Linked DNA regions of Mus musculus: all the other regions are linked to region 3. The links are chromatin contacts, called in public promoter capture Hi-C maps. All regions are on one chromosome and are shown on one strand. The core of a region is the stretch at or near the end of the contact, and the rest is flanking DNA. Distances in the headings are between cores, read along the strand shown. Region 1 overlaps Tcp11l1 (t-complex 11 like 1). Region 2 holds the start of Elf5 (E74-like factor 5). Region 3 holds the start of A930018P22Rik (RIKEN cDNA A930018P22 gene). Region 4 holds the start of Pin1rt1 (protein (peptidyl-prolyl cis/trans isomerase) NIMA-interacting 1, retrogene 1).

Evidence for each region. Promoter capture Hi-C pulls out the DNA fragments that hold promoters and counts their contacts.
Region 1: a promoter capture Hi-C map of liver shows a contact between it and region 3, with 3 times the contacts expected there. The contact joins the enhancer-like site here to the promoter of A930018P22Rik in region 3. A contact is called at or near these places in 10 of 39 promoter capture datasets (the 3T3-L1 cell line, 3T3-L1-derived adipocytes, the C10 cell line and 5 more), 1 of 15 datasets of contacts at CTCF or cohesin (large pre-B cells), 16 of 484 Hi-C or Micro-C datasets (B cells, the Ba/F3 cell line, the G1E-ER4 cell line and 9 more), 2 of 115 datasets of contacts at active chromatin or transcription factors (embryonic basal ganglia and kidney) and 1 of 9 other capture datasets (embryonic stem cells).
Region 2: a promoter capture Hi-C map of liver shows a contact between it and region 3, with 2.7 times the contacts expected there. The contact joins the promoter of Elf5 here to the promoter of A930018P22Rik in region 3. A contact is called at or near these places in 2 of 39 promoter capture datasets (the C10 cell line and liver) and 2 of 9 other capture datasets (liver and macrophages).
Region 4: a promoter capture Hi-C map of embryonic stem cells shows a contact between it and region 3, with 3 times the contacts expected there. The contact joins the promoter of Pin1rt1 here to the promoter of A930018P22Rik in region 3. A contact is called at or near these places in 17 of 39 promoter capture datasets (the 3T3-L1 cell line, 3T3-L1-derived adipocytes, HPC-7-derived erythroid cells and 8 more) and 5 of 115 datasets of contacts at active chromatin or transcription factors (bone marrow-derived macrophages, embryonic forebrain and embryonic stem cells).

What each region holds. Positions count from the first base shown.
Region 1 is chr2:104,686,847-104,690,158 of GRCm38.p6, forward strand. Tcp11l1 (t-complex 11 like 1) reads right to left here. Exons shown (of 10, transcript NM_177190.5): 7 at 1,532-1,728. Among named protein-coding and RNA genes, the nearest start is that of Gm6306, 22 kb to the right of the region's middle. Within about 2 kb of position 2,000, at least 37 of the 459 cell types and tissues checked have an H3K27ac peak or open chromatin away from gene starts, as enhancers often do. A contact at or near this core is called in cerebellum and liver, where this site is marked.
Region 2 is chr2:103,422,803-103,426,221 of GRCm38.p6, forward strand. Elf5 (E74-like factor 5) reads left to right here and starts at 1,266. Exons shown (of 7, transcript NM_010125.3): 1 at 1,266-1,386.
Region 3 is chr2:104,121,472-104,124,590 of GRCm38.p6, forward strand. A930018P22Rik (RIKEN cDNA A930018P22 gene) reads left to right here and starts at 1,298. Exons shown (of 2, transcript NM_026634.2): 1 at 1,298-1,858; 2 at 3,018-3,119. The coding sequence starts at 1,360. The coding sequence ends at 3,103.
Region 4 is chr2:104,714,633-104,718,049 of GRCm38.p6, forward strand. Pin1rt1 (protein (peptidyl-prolyl cis/trans isomerase) NIMA-interacting 1, retrogene 1) reads right to left here and starts at 1,658. Exons shown (of 2, transcript NM_001033768.2): 1 at 1,453-1,658; 2 at 1-170. The coding sequence starts at 153.

The sequences.
Region 1 (3,312 bases), core at 750-3,249, 570 kb after region 3:
TGGTGTGTCTGAAGAGAGTGACAGTGTACTCACATACATAAAATAAATAAAACTAAAAGAAAAAAGAAGAGCGAGAGAAGAAAGACAGACAGACAGACAGAATGAATGAACCTGCTTTGCTGTAAGAAGATAACAGGGATGTGGTCTATGTTGTAATCCTGAAATGTTGAGGCAGGAGGATCAACAAGAGTTTGGGAATGGGCTATAGTGTTGAAAACAATAACCAGATAACGGAGTCAGAGCCCGGACTCCTTAGGAGGTTAAACCTCCCTGAAGACTGAGGTTTCTTCATTAACAGCTTCCATTTATCTCACTGCTCACAAAGGCATGATATCAGTTAGCGTGGCAAGACTTGACTTCAGGATGCAGAAGACTGCCAATAACAGACATGCAGTCCCAGTAAAAACCACCATCTTCCCATTGTAAGAGAAGTGTCAGGTCGAGAACTTCCCTCCAGAAGATCTCATGCCACTACCCAGTGTCACAATTTCTAACAAGCCAACACCACCTTTAGGTCCCCTTTAGTACCAACAGGGAACTCAGGCAAGAAGGGAAGCTTACAGCTCTTGAAAGGAAACACAGGGGCCATGACAGAGACGTTTACAGAAGCTGCAGGTCTGAAGCTGAAAAAAGGAACAAGTGCTCTCAAAGAAGACAGAGGAAGCCACACACCAGCTTAGTTTCTGCCAGAGAAGTGGGGAACCCCTCATTAGTCATCCTCTTGAATGGTTCCTGCAGCTAGACCTGCTTAGGATAATGCTCACCGTGGGAGTGGCAGAAGTTTCTGGAGAGCAAGCTGTGAAACAAAACCAGGGTTTTTTGTTTGCTTGTTTGTTTGTTTTTATGGTTTTTTATTTTATTTATTTATTTATTTATTTATTTATTTATTTTTGGTTTTTTGTTTTTGTTTTTTCGAGACAGGATTTCTCTGTCTGAACTATCTCCAGAACTCACTTTGTAGACCAGGTTGGCCTTGAACTCAGAAATTAAGGATGTGCAACACCCATACACATCTTTTCTTTAAAAAAAAAATCATGACAAATTGAATAAAAACAGTGTACTCATATACATTAAATAATCTTAAAAAACAAACAAACAACAAACAATAAGAACTATCCAGAACAGACAAATATGGAAAGCAGAACTGAAAGGAGGAGAAAAGTCCGCTGGCTAACGATGCTGCCAGGGGGACTGTATAAGTCTGAAAATATACCAGAAAGCACGGAGTGACACATGCTAAGGAGGAAAGGACAGGCAGATCTCCACAAGTTCAAGACTACCCAGGAATGCATAGCAAGCTCCAGGACAGCCAAGGGTACATGGAAAACCCCTGTCTCAAAAACACAAAGGGAGGAGAACAAGAGAGAATGATGTGGGAATGGAAAAGAAGGACCACATTGCATATTTTCTCATATGTAGAATGTACACATATGTGCTAGAACAATAAGAGTCTTTAAAAAAAACAACAACAAAAAACCAACTGTGCCCCTTGAGACAGCGTGTGAATGGCTAAGGTGCCCACAGCACCTACCTCAGGGAAAGGTCTCTGGAAGTGGTCCCATTTCAGAAGCTTCAGGTAGGCGAAATTCTGGACAGAAACAGGGGTCAGGAGTGGGGCATCCCCAGAGCCAGCAGCGCCTCCCCCAGCTGGCAGGGCATGTTTGTACTTCTGACTCAAAAGGTCATTTGTGGCCTCTTCCAGCCACTGTGTGGCAAAGTCCAGGGAGTCTGGAAAACAGGGCTACACTCATCACCCTGACATTTGCAGGGACACTTCTTGGAATTACCTTAATGAAGAGAGTTTCTCCAGTGAAATTCAAGGTAGAGAATGAACTTTGAAACCCACAGACTGAATCCAAATCACCATATTGCTTTTCGATAGCTTCGTGACCTCAGACAAATCTCAACAGAAGATTCCTGTCATAAAGAAATGCATGACACCTGCCTCACGGCTGACATTGCGAGAACCTGGCCTGGCCTGGCCTGCTTCCTTCCTACCTACTCTTTTCTCTAGTAGTGAGCACATTCGAGGTGGCTGGAAGACCAGATTGACTGCAGCTCGGAGGGATGCTAAAAGTTCTGGCTCACAGACAAACAGGACAAGACACCAGCTGGAGTCCCTTTGTTTAGCAAAGCATTTACACCGAGGGCTAGCCTTGTTTCTGGTGTGACTCACGCAGTGGGAGCATGTCAACGGGGCCCTCAGATGGCTTTCAGTGGCCTTTATGTCCCCTCTGCTTTCCTTAGTAACACATAGGTACCTATCAGAACACCAGTGTCCTCCACATTCTGAGTAGAAAGTGCTCCTTGAGAGAGGTGCAGCCCTGGTGGAAGCTCCTTCAAACCAAGCAGGAGCTGGGGTTTCAGCCACTGTCAGCTCCTCCCTGGTGCTGCACCTCTGTTCTCCTCACAAAGTTCTCAATTTGGTCCTGACTGCTGATATACAGCCTTCTAGAGACAGGCTTTCTCTGTGGCATTCAGGCTTTGGAAACCTTGGAGAGGTGGACAAGTGACTGTGATGTCTCTAGGTAGGCTCCTACGCAGCAACGATTCTTTCAGGGCAGCTGAGCTTCTGGCACCTGACTCTGCCACGCTCTTTAGCCTAGAAGACCGTGACCCCAGACAAACTGAAATGTGTCAGCCAATCTTCGCCCACTACTTCTACTCTCCCCTCTTTCCATTCCTCCCAGCCCCAAGCTTCCATATAAGGCTGCAGGAATTAACTTCCTTCCATGGCCACTGAGTTAACCAACCTGGTCAGGCAACAAGATCTATTCAGACTGCCATTCCCATCTCATCAGCAAAGCTATGCTACCTGAAATGCACCACCGCATGGCACCTGGAAGCAGCCTACAAACACAGCTATACTAGACTCAGTCAGTTGTTTACCTGAAGTCACGCGAGGCTTGTAAAAATGAAATTTTCTTCCCAGCACTTGGGGAAGCAAAGACAGAAAGACTGTCATAGTTTAAGGCCAGCCTGGATTTCACAATGAACACCAGGCCACCTGGGCTGCAGAACAAGACCTGGTCTCAAAAACAAAACAAAAGCTGGGTATGGTGGTGCAAGCCTTAATCCTGCCACGGGAAAGGCAATGTGCACTCTACCCAGAGCTGTAAGTATTTTGAGACCCTGACACAGAAACAAACACAAAAAAACAACCAACCAACCAACCAAACAAACAAAAAACCCCACTAACCATACACCACCACCAAGCTGTGAAAGCTGCCCTTTCCTGGTTGTGAATTCTGAGTTATGAATAAGGAAAGAGGCAAAGTGACACTCCCTGCCGTTCCGATCAGCAGGAGAAAA
Region 2 (3,419 bases), core at 16-2,515, 700 kb before region 3:
AACTTAATCCCGTTTTCTCCTATTACTGTTGGGAGAATTCTGACCCAGAAAAGCTGGCTCTCCCACCTAAGGTCCCAGAGCCAAGCCAGAGCCTCAACAGGCCACTTATCTTGCCCCGACTATTTTTCCATGATGACACATGACTCCTCACATGAACTGCCTTTTGTTTCTTCACGCCGTTCGGGTGTTTGGATTTGAGTGTTTGTGCCTATGCCCAGTGTTCCCAAGAAAACCTAACCAACCAGTCAATCTCTGCTTTCCACTTCAAGATCACAGAGTCTGCAGTTTGAGCACCTTGGTGTCTTGGCTGCCTGAGATTGAGAGAGGAACGGAACCCACGAAAGGGGGTTATGAACACTCCTCCCAGATGACTGCCTAGGCCGTCATTTAGATTTGAGAGATGTCCTAAAAACTGGGTAGTTCTCAGTGAGACAGCTGACAGCTTGCAAGCCAATCAGGACCCCCCGCCCCCGTGTTGTTCTGGATGTTTGACACTGCAGCTCCACGATCCCTTCATATCGCCATTTCTAAAACAGAGGACACTGGGAAAGGGGGAAAGCTGTCACATGGCTCCTGTATTCAAACATGGCGCCCTTTGGGTGCTTAGAGTGGAAAGGCCAGTGAAAGCACTGCTCCCTGACTCTCTCCCTGCCCCCTGATCGGAAGGTCCCCACCAGGATCAATAGAAGGAAATATGTAGCGCCCAAGGACAGGCTTCCAGGTGATTGGCTGACATTACCAAGTATGGCCTTCCCAGCAACCCAAGGACAGATTCCATTATTGCATTAATCTGATGGATCCCGGATATGCTCATTAACTTATTCACAGTAATGCAGCCAGAAAATGACCGGCTCAGAATTTGATCCCTGAAGCACCTTTATTCTTTACCACTTCTTGGCACTGCTCTTCTTTCCTAACACGCACAGAATAGGGGATAACACTACATACAGAGGTTCGGGACTTGGCCAGCCCAGGCAAAGGCTGCAATGAACAGACACCAGGCCTGAATTTCCTTCCCTCCAGCTTGCTCAACGGAGACTGCTCCAGCCAGCACTCCACTTATCCCCCCGGGGGCAAGAATTCTCTGCTCATTTCCTGGGTCCCCTCGGTGGGTGGTGGGAGCTGGGCACAAAAGCAGGAGAAAGGTAAACTTTCTGCATGTGAAAACCACCCCCCACCCCCGAGGAGCCGTGTCACACCGTATGTCACCGTCATCAAAGGGGCTGTGCATAAACCTGAAAAACCAAACGGACCTGTCTGTAGGTGTCACTTATATCACACGGCTACAGGTGCCTTTATTTCTACAGTCCGCTGGTGCTGGGAGCGCGCTTGCCTTCTCTTGCCTTGAAAGCCTTCTGTCTGGACCTAGCCACCACTTGTCTTCACGTAAGCAGCTTTTCTTTGCTCTTTTGAATGAATTGAAAGGGGGTGTCGGGGCTCAGAGACTTAGCTGGGGCCTGGGACTGAGTCTCTGTTTCCAGCTCCCACGGCAGCCCCTCCGTGAGGAAGCCAGAGTGCCTCCTCCGGGGGTGTTTGACTCAGGTTTGACGGCTTGCCGGAGAGATTTTTTTTTGTCTCCTCCGGGAAGGTGGCCACCCACCCTCTTCACCGGCCCCCACTTCCTCTGGTTCCACTAAACCAAAGGCAGCTGAGAGAATGTGTACAGGCGCTTAAATCTCTGCCCATCCTTTAGCTGCCTTTAGGAGGAAGCCGGATTCTGCACGGATAGCCAGCTCAAGAAAAACCCACCACCTCCCCCAACCCTGGCCTCACCCCTCAGTTCTTTGGAGGGCCTGCTCACCAAGCTGCCCCTCTTGATACAGAGAATGGTATTCTTACTGTTTAAGGCTTTTTTTGTTTTTGTTTTTGTTTTTTTAAGGAGTTTGTACAAAATAGTTTAAAGGAATCTCATTTGGCCCTCCCACAGCCCCTTAGGACAGAGTGCTTCCAGAAGAGAAGTGGCTAGGGTTTTTTTCCACTGTATTCTCAAACCTTATCAGTCTGTATGCGTTCAGGGGTTTGTGCGCATTTGCCCCCTACTGGCAGCAACTGGAAACACATGCTCTCCCGCATCTGCGTTAAGGTAGGAGAATTTAAGACAGAATAGGGGTCCTAGATCATTATGCACTTAGTCTCCATTTTACAGATGGGGCAACTGAGGCACAAGAAGGCCCGGTAATTTATAGAGATGGTTTTGTGTGGTAGTCCAAAGACTCAGACCCAGGCTGTTACACGTGCTCATCCACACGGAAAGCTTCATTCTCCTGCCTTCATTCTCTCGGCAAGGGTCTTTCTATGATTCAGTGTATTGGGGACAGCAGCTTTTACAGTTTGGTTGCCTCCTCTTCTCAAAAGTCTTCAGAGTGAAACTTTTTAGCTACTCAATCAATGTTCACTGATTTTATTAAATCCTCAGGACGCTCAGCGGACTGTGTGTTGAGATGTCCATTTTAAGGATTCGGAAGTAGGTTATCAGAGATGGTCATGAGTACTTACAGATTAGCAGACCAGGATGGGGAAAAAAATCAAAACTTTTAGCACGCCTGCAAGAAAGTCAGAGGTTGCAGCAGGCTAGGCAGGAATTGTGCCCTCCGTCGCTTGCTTTGTGACTACCGCAAACAACACTCATTCTCTGCGTCTTTAACCTAAAACTTGTGATCTTCCGATCGAAGCCCACAGCTTCCTTCTATGATGTTTTAGAAAAATATAGCTTAAAAAAAAAACCAAACAAATGAAGTCCTAAATGAGCTGAAGAAAAATGAAGTATTGCTCAATAAGGCACTGGCGAGTTGGCTCCCACAATGCAGTGGTTGCTTTCAGAACAAATACTCAAGAACCCAACCCACAAGCCCTCCACTGCTGCAAGTGTTGAAACCCCCACTGAGCCCTCTGCAGCCACCCTTCTTAAAGAGCCCCGAAGGGTGGGAAAGTAACACTTCCTATCCGTGAGGCTCTGCCGCAGTGGGCATTCAGGTGTCGTGGAGCGTTAGGAAAGAAAAAGTGTTTCTCTCCTCAACGGCACTGCCAAGATGATAAAACTGTGGGAGGATTTTCACTGTCTCACTTTCCTCATTTTGCACTGGTTTGGCTTAGCTCAAAGACGTTTTGACAGAGAAATAGCCAATGCCTGTGAACAGACATTCCGAAGATAGAAACAGGAAGCTTGCCTCAAGTTTGAGGCTAGCCTGATCTGCACTGTAGGTCCATACATGAGAAAAGGTGAAGGGGAGGAAAGAAATGGAAAGGAAACAGGGGAAATAGCCCAGGTATAGATGCTTAGTTGGGTAGATATTTGGTCACATCCCCAAAATGACCTTGAGGATCTCGGCTCGGGTCAAAGGAAGAATTTTCCTCCTCTGACAAATTGGGCAAGGCTGGGTAGTTTGCACCGTCACCATTATTTCTGCCATTGGTTTGTA
Region 3 (3,119 bases), core at 48-2,547:
CAGGAGGTGGAGGAGGGGCTCAGACCTATTTTACAAACAACTAAACAGTGCTATTGAAATGGGTTAGTCCGGTACGAGCATTGAGTGCTCCTGCAGAAGACCCTGATCTGATACAGTCTCCGGCACCCATATCCTCCTGACCTCTGTGGGCATCTGAGTGCACACACACACACACACTCATGGTTCCACACACAATAAAACTTAAAAAGGAAAAGAGAGAAAACATGTACATGTCCAGCGACATGCTAGGCATGGTGATGCTCGTCTCTGACGCCTGCCAGGTAAGAGAGACAAGAGGATTGCTGGAATTATGTGGCCGACCACATGGGAAGTTCTAATCCAACTTGGGTTACACAAAAGCAAACAACCAGCCTCTCCTCCAAGTCAAACTGCTTGCCCAAGACTAGCAGTCTGGATATCAGACTCCATCTTTTGCTGCCCCACCCCATGTATTTAGCACATATCTGTATACACAAGTTCGCTCACGGAGCTGAGCCTGCGCTTCCATGACCTCCAACCCTCCCTGCTCATTCCTGCAGGTGATCATTAAAAGAGTAAGCAGCCTGAAGGAAATTGACTTCTCCTTAGTTACTGGCTCATAGTTCATAAAAATGAGCTGTACATGTCTCTTGGACAGAACATCCAGTTCTCAGGGATGGGTGTGGTGTTTGAGGTGGGCCCCATAATTTCCTTTTGGTGTTTTGCTGCCTGTCAGCTCCTGATAACTTATGTGTTCAGAAGAGAATTAAACTGCATTTCATAAAAAAAAAAAAAAAAAGTTGTTTGCCTCAGGGTCATTACAAACTCAGACTGCTTCCCCATTTCCAGAATATTCCATAGCATCTCTACATTTACCAGAAAAATTTCCTTTTCTCCCTCTGTAGAGAATGAAGTCAGCCACACATTTTTTTTCAGTTTCTAAATAATGAGTCAAGATTGCTAGGACAAAGGGTCTGGTTGTTAGGAAATATTTTCCACTCCCTGATAAAAGGAGAAAGCTGAATTTCTCTCTCAGCCTCGGCCAACTCTGTGTGCAGTATTAGCAGCAGAAAAGAATTGAAGGCTTCTGGGAGGAGTCTAGGGCCCGAGACTAAAGTGTGCCTGGGCTATTTTGGGGCGGGTAGTGCAGGGCAGCAGCTGCACCAAAAGAGGTCAAGGACGATAGCTTTGCCCGAAGCTGACTCGTGGGGCGGGGCCTCTGCTCTCCAGAGCTCCGCCTCCTAGGGGCGTAGCTAGAGCGAAGGGTGGGGCCACGCTCCGTCGGGGCGGGGCCTGTGGAATCTCCGAACTCCTAGACACGGGGCTTTGGCGCGCGTCTCCCGGCGCGGGGTTCCTCTCACGCAGCCTCCCATTCAAAAGATGCCGAAGGGGCGGCGCGGCAGCCAGAACCCCAAGATGAGCCAGCGGCCGGCCCCGCCCCTCTACTTTCCGTCGCTCTACGACCGGGGCATCTCGTCGTCTCCGCTGAGCGATTTTAACATCTGGAAGAAGCTCTTCGTGCCGCTGAAGGCGGGCGGGACGCCGGCGGCCGGGGTGGCAGGAGTAGCGGGGGTCCGATCCCTGCCTCTGGCACCCCCAGCTACGGTGCCGCCGCCGCCGCCTGGCCTGGGTCCCCCCAGCGAGCGCCCGTGTCCTCCTCCCTGGCCGTCCGGCCTGGCTTCTATTCCCTACGAGCCTCTGCGCTTCTTCTACTCGCCGCCTCCAGGCCCCGAGATGGCAACTTCGGCCCTGGTCCCCGGCTCCACGACCCCCTGGCTCGCATCCGCCTCCCACCCTGAGGAGCTGTGCGAGCTAGAGATCCGGATTAAGGAGCTGGAGCTGCTCACAATCACTGGGGACGGCTTCGACTCCCAGCGCTGTGCGTGACTGCCAAACGAGCCCAATCCTAGCTGCCTTAATTGCCCCCTAGAGTCAGGCAACAGAATGTGACCCCAGCCCTAGGAGTTCCACCCCCAAATATCTGTCCTCCAGAGGTTCAGACCCCCACGTGCTGAATTTCAACCGACCCCTGCCTCCCCACACACCTGAGCTATTCAAGCCCTTTAGTTTTAAACCCTTAGGGGCTAGCCCTTGAAGTAATTTGACACTGACTCTTCACACCTGAAGCACACTCTTCTTAAATTTAGCAGTCCTACACAGTAAGACCACATTTCTGTAATCTAGAGCTCCACCCACAACAGGCTCCCTATCTCTAGAGACATTAATCTTCAGTATTCAAATCTTAAGCTGGGTCTGTGGGTGGAAGGAGATCATAAGAATCGCCCAGACCTTGAAGCCCCACAGTCATTCACTGAGGAGCCTTGGCCTCTGCCCTTCCCTGGGCCCCAAACCCTCGGACAAGATCTTGGACTTTGACATCTGGTCTAAAGTCTGAGGTTTTGGGGATCCACATCAGAGCAGAACAAGTGCTGATGTAAGCAGGAATCCTCTGGTATATGAACAGATGCCTCTCTAGCGGACAGTAAGGCAGTTAGAGCCAGCCATATTTCCAGAAGGACTAATTAAATTGCTCAGGAATTAGTAGCCTGAGGCTATCCTGATTCACCCCCTGTTCTAAGGCTTGAATTGGACTATTAGAGGAAGGCACATGGCTCTGGAAAGATAATTTCACCTCTGCAGCACAACAGGTTAAATTGGTCCTCTCTGCCACATAGTGGGGTGAAGTATGAAAAAAAAGATACACGTAGGTATGCATGGTCATTGGGATGCTCTCTAATTCATCTCTGCAGGAGACATACATAGCCGCGGGAGGAAAAAGTCCCCAGAAATGGCCTTTTCAGATGTGTGAGTTAGATAAGGTTGGGCTTCTAGGAGATTTTAGGGTCGTGCATAATTACTTCTCAGAATCTTGCTCTGGAAGTTAGTAAATTGCTTCTCAGGGTGTAGATGGTACATGCCTGGAATCCCAGTACTTAGGAGGCTGAGGCGGAGGGATCAAGAGTTCCAGAGCCACCTGGAGCTATATAGGAAGACCCTGAAAACCCAGCCACAGCTGAGTCTGTTTTGCTCTCCTACAGATAAATTCCTGAAGGCGCTGAAAGATGAAAAATTACAAGGACTGAAGATGAGCAGGCAACCTGGAAAGTCGGCCTCCTGCTCCTGAGGAGCTGCCCCCCACG
Region 4 (3,417 bases), core at 408-2,907, 590 kb after region 3:
CACCCTGGCAGGCTCACCCTGGCCGTTCTTGCTGCTGCCTTCGCTGGGCCGCTCCCACTGGCTGGCGTTGGTGATGTGATTGAAGTAGTATTCCCGGCCTGAGCTGCGACTCATATACTTCTTCCAGCCGGGCGGCAGCTTCTCGTCTGCCATCTTCGCTCAGGAGTAACCTATAAAATGAGGGTTTATTTAAATAACTAGAGCAAATGGAGGGGAATAATGGTTTCAAACATAAAACACATGTAATTATTACTAAAGATTTAAGCTTGAGCCTCACACACTAAATATAAATATATATGAACACACCACCCTGGGATGCCTAGATGGCTCAGCAAACTTTTGACATGAAAACCAGGCAACCTGAGTTGATTCCTAGAACACACCAGTTAAGGTAGAAGGAGAGAACTGACTGCATACAGTTACACTCAGATCTCAACATGAGCAGTGGCTGGTGTGTTCACATACAATACAGCAGATTAAAAATAAAACAATTCCCAGATGGTTCACTTTAGGAGAATACAACTAAAGAAAGATATTCAACTAATTGAACATTCAATTCTATCTGAATTCAGACTACTGTGCCTAGTTTGCTTTTGTGGGGGATTTGTTTGTTTTTGCTTTTTGAGAAGACCTCTCACTGTGTTGCTAGCTCTTGGCTGGCCTGGGACTCCCTATGTAGATCAGGCTAGCTCTAAATTCACAGAGCTCCAATTGCCTCTGTCTCCCAAATTCTGGGATTAAAGGCATATGCCACCATGCTCAGCTGAAGCAGAAATTCTAAAACTGTATCATCTAAAATCTATTATCAGTAATTCCAGGCAAGAATAAACTTCCCAAGTGATCCAAACATGAAAGCCAGAATGGAACACAGACATACCCTTAGAGAAATCTACCTTCCTTGGGGTTTTAAAACTAAGTAAAAAAAAAAAAAAAAAAAAAAAAAAAAAAAAAAAAAGGCTGGGCGTGGTGGCGCATGCCTTTAATCCCAGCACTTGGGAGGCAGAGGCAGGCGAATTTCTGAGTTCCAGGCCAGCCTGGTTTACAGAGTGAGTTCCAGGACAGCCAGGGCTACACAGAGAATCCCTGTCTCGAAAACAAAACAAAACAAAAACAAAACACTAAGTCTTCCCTGAAGAGGCTAGAGACAACACCAAGACCATTCCATTTTATCTGGGACAATTCATCTGGTTTTTGTTTTGTTTTGTTTTGAGACAGGGTTTCTCTATGTAGCCTTGGCTGTCCTGGAACTGGTTCTGTAGCCCAGGCTGGCCTCGAACTCACAGAGATCTTGTCTGCCTCCGGAGTGCTGGGATCAAAAGCATGCGACGCCACTGCCCAGCTAGGATGATTCATCTGTAATCTTTTGATACTTAAAAGGTTCCCTTTAAATATAAATGTTCATACATGGGCCGGTTCGATCTTTGACTGTAAGGACTGGAAACTCAAACTAACCTTGAGATAAAGTGAGCTCAGCGCCAGACTGCAGTGTGGAGAGAACGGTAACAGCTGTCCCGGAGGTAGACTGTTGTCACCCCCTTGGGACACACAGGATCCCTCTAACTGTTCCTTGTTTCTGGTTTCTTAGTGTTGCTCCCTTGTGTTTTAGATCTAGTCAGTGTATTAAGCAGGGTTCTCCAGAGTCACAGAACGTATGGAAAGTCTCTATATAGTAAGGGAATTCGTTATAATGGCTTACAGTCCGTAGTCCAACTCCCCAACAATGGTCAGCTGTGAATGGGAAGTCCAAGGATCTAGTAGTTGCTCAATCCCATGAGGCTAGTTGTTTCAGCTGGTCTTCTGTAGAAGTAGATTCCCACAGATGGTGCTAGTAAGTAAACGAAAGCAGGCAAAGAGTGAATTTTCCTTATGTAGGCCTTCAGCAGAAGGTGTAGCCCAGATTAAGGGTGTGTACTGCCATGCCTAGATCTGGGCCTTGATTTGTCCCAGGTTGACTTTGAATTTAGAGATCTCCTTGCCTTAGTCTCCTGGGATTAAAGGCCTGTACTACCTTGCCAAGGCCTAAGCTTTTTATAGCCACTATGCCTCAAAATCTCCATGTCAAGGTCCAGGTGAGAAACTTGTGTCTTCCAGCCTCAAGATGTGGATCACAGGTGTGCCCTCCAGATCTGGATTGTAGTTCGTTCCAGATGTAGTCAAATTGACAACCTGGAATAGCCATCACAGCCCGGTAGAATTTGGATTTGCATAAAACCTAGCTCCTTAGTCTGCAGGAGGTTGCCTTTGGATGGAGTGCTCGTCCACAGACGACTCTGCTGAGCAGAGGTCAAGTTTACAGTCACCTAAGCACTGAGCACACAGGTGAGATGGGTCCCTTAGCAGGATCTGAGGAAGACTGGGTGAGAGCACGGAGCTAACAGCGAGGACAGTGACCCAGCATGGTTCTCCAAGGTTTTCAGAGTAGCACTGGTCCTATGGTTTGAAGTTTATAATGTCTTCAGAAAATGACAGCTCTACCATAAAACCTCCTATTCTTGGGCTGATCACCTGGCTCAATGGGTAAGAGACTGCTCAAAGCCTGGCAGCCTGAGCTTGGTCCCCAGGCTCCACAAGGCGGAAGAAACACACGAAGACTGGCAGTTGTGCTGACCTTGCCGTGCCCATTGCATCACACACACAAATGTTATATAGTTTCTAAAAATCTTAGTAAGTTTAAGGTAAGCTCCCTGCTCCAACCCCAGACACTATCTTGCTGTGTAGCTCAGGCTGGCCTGCAACTCACCATCTTCCCATTTCAGCCTCTGAAGTATTGGAATTAGACACAGGACACATCACAGTTGGCTTTTAACTGTGACTATTAGAATGTTTTCCGTGGTCTGACCATTCTGTTAGAATGTTCCTTCCTGAAGCATGAGCAAGTGCTGGGGCCATGGCTCAGCAGTTATGAGTACTGGCTGCTCTTCTAAAGAGGACCTGGGCTTGCTGCCCAGCTTCCACATGGCAGCTCACAACTGCCTAGAACTCCAGTTCCAGGGGATCTGAGCCCCTCTTCTGACCTCAGTAGGCCTCTCTCTCTCACTCTCTCTCTCTCTCTCTCTCTCACACACACACACACACTGTGCACAGGCATACAAAATAAAAGAAATAAAAAGAATGAACAAGCATGGCATGGTGGTACACATCTTTAATTTAAAAAATTTAAGAACTCAGGAGGCAGAGGCAGTTGGATCTCCAAGTTTGAGGCCAGCCTGGTCTAGAGTGAGTTCCAGGCCATCCAGGGTTACACGGGGAACCCATGGCTTAAAAAGCCAAAACCACAAAAAAGAAAAAGAAAAAAAAAAAAAAGCCTGAGCAGTGCTAGCAGTTAGAAACTGAATGTTCCCGTCTTTTCCAGAAGGTGCTAGTTCCAGTAGCCAAAGACTCATGCTTTAACTATGTGCAAAACAAAGATTGTAGACC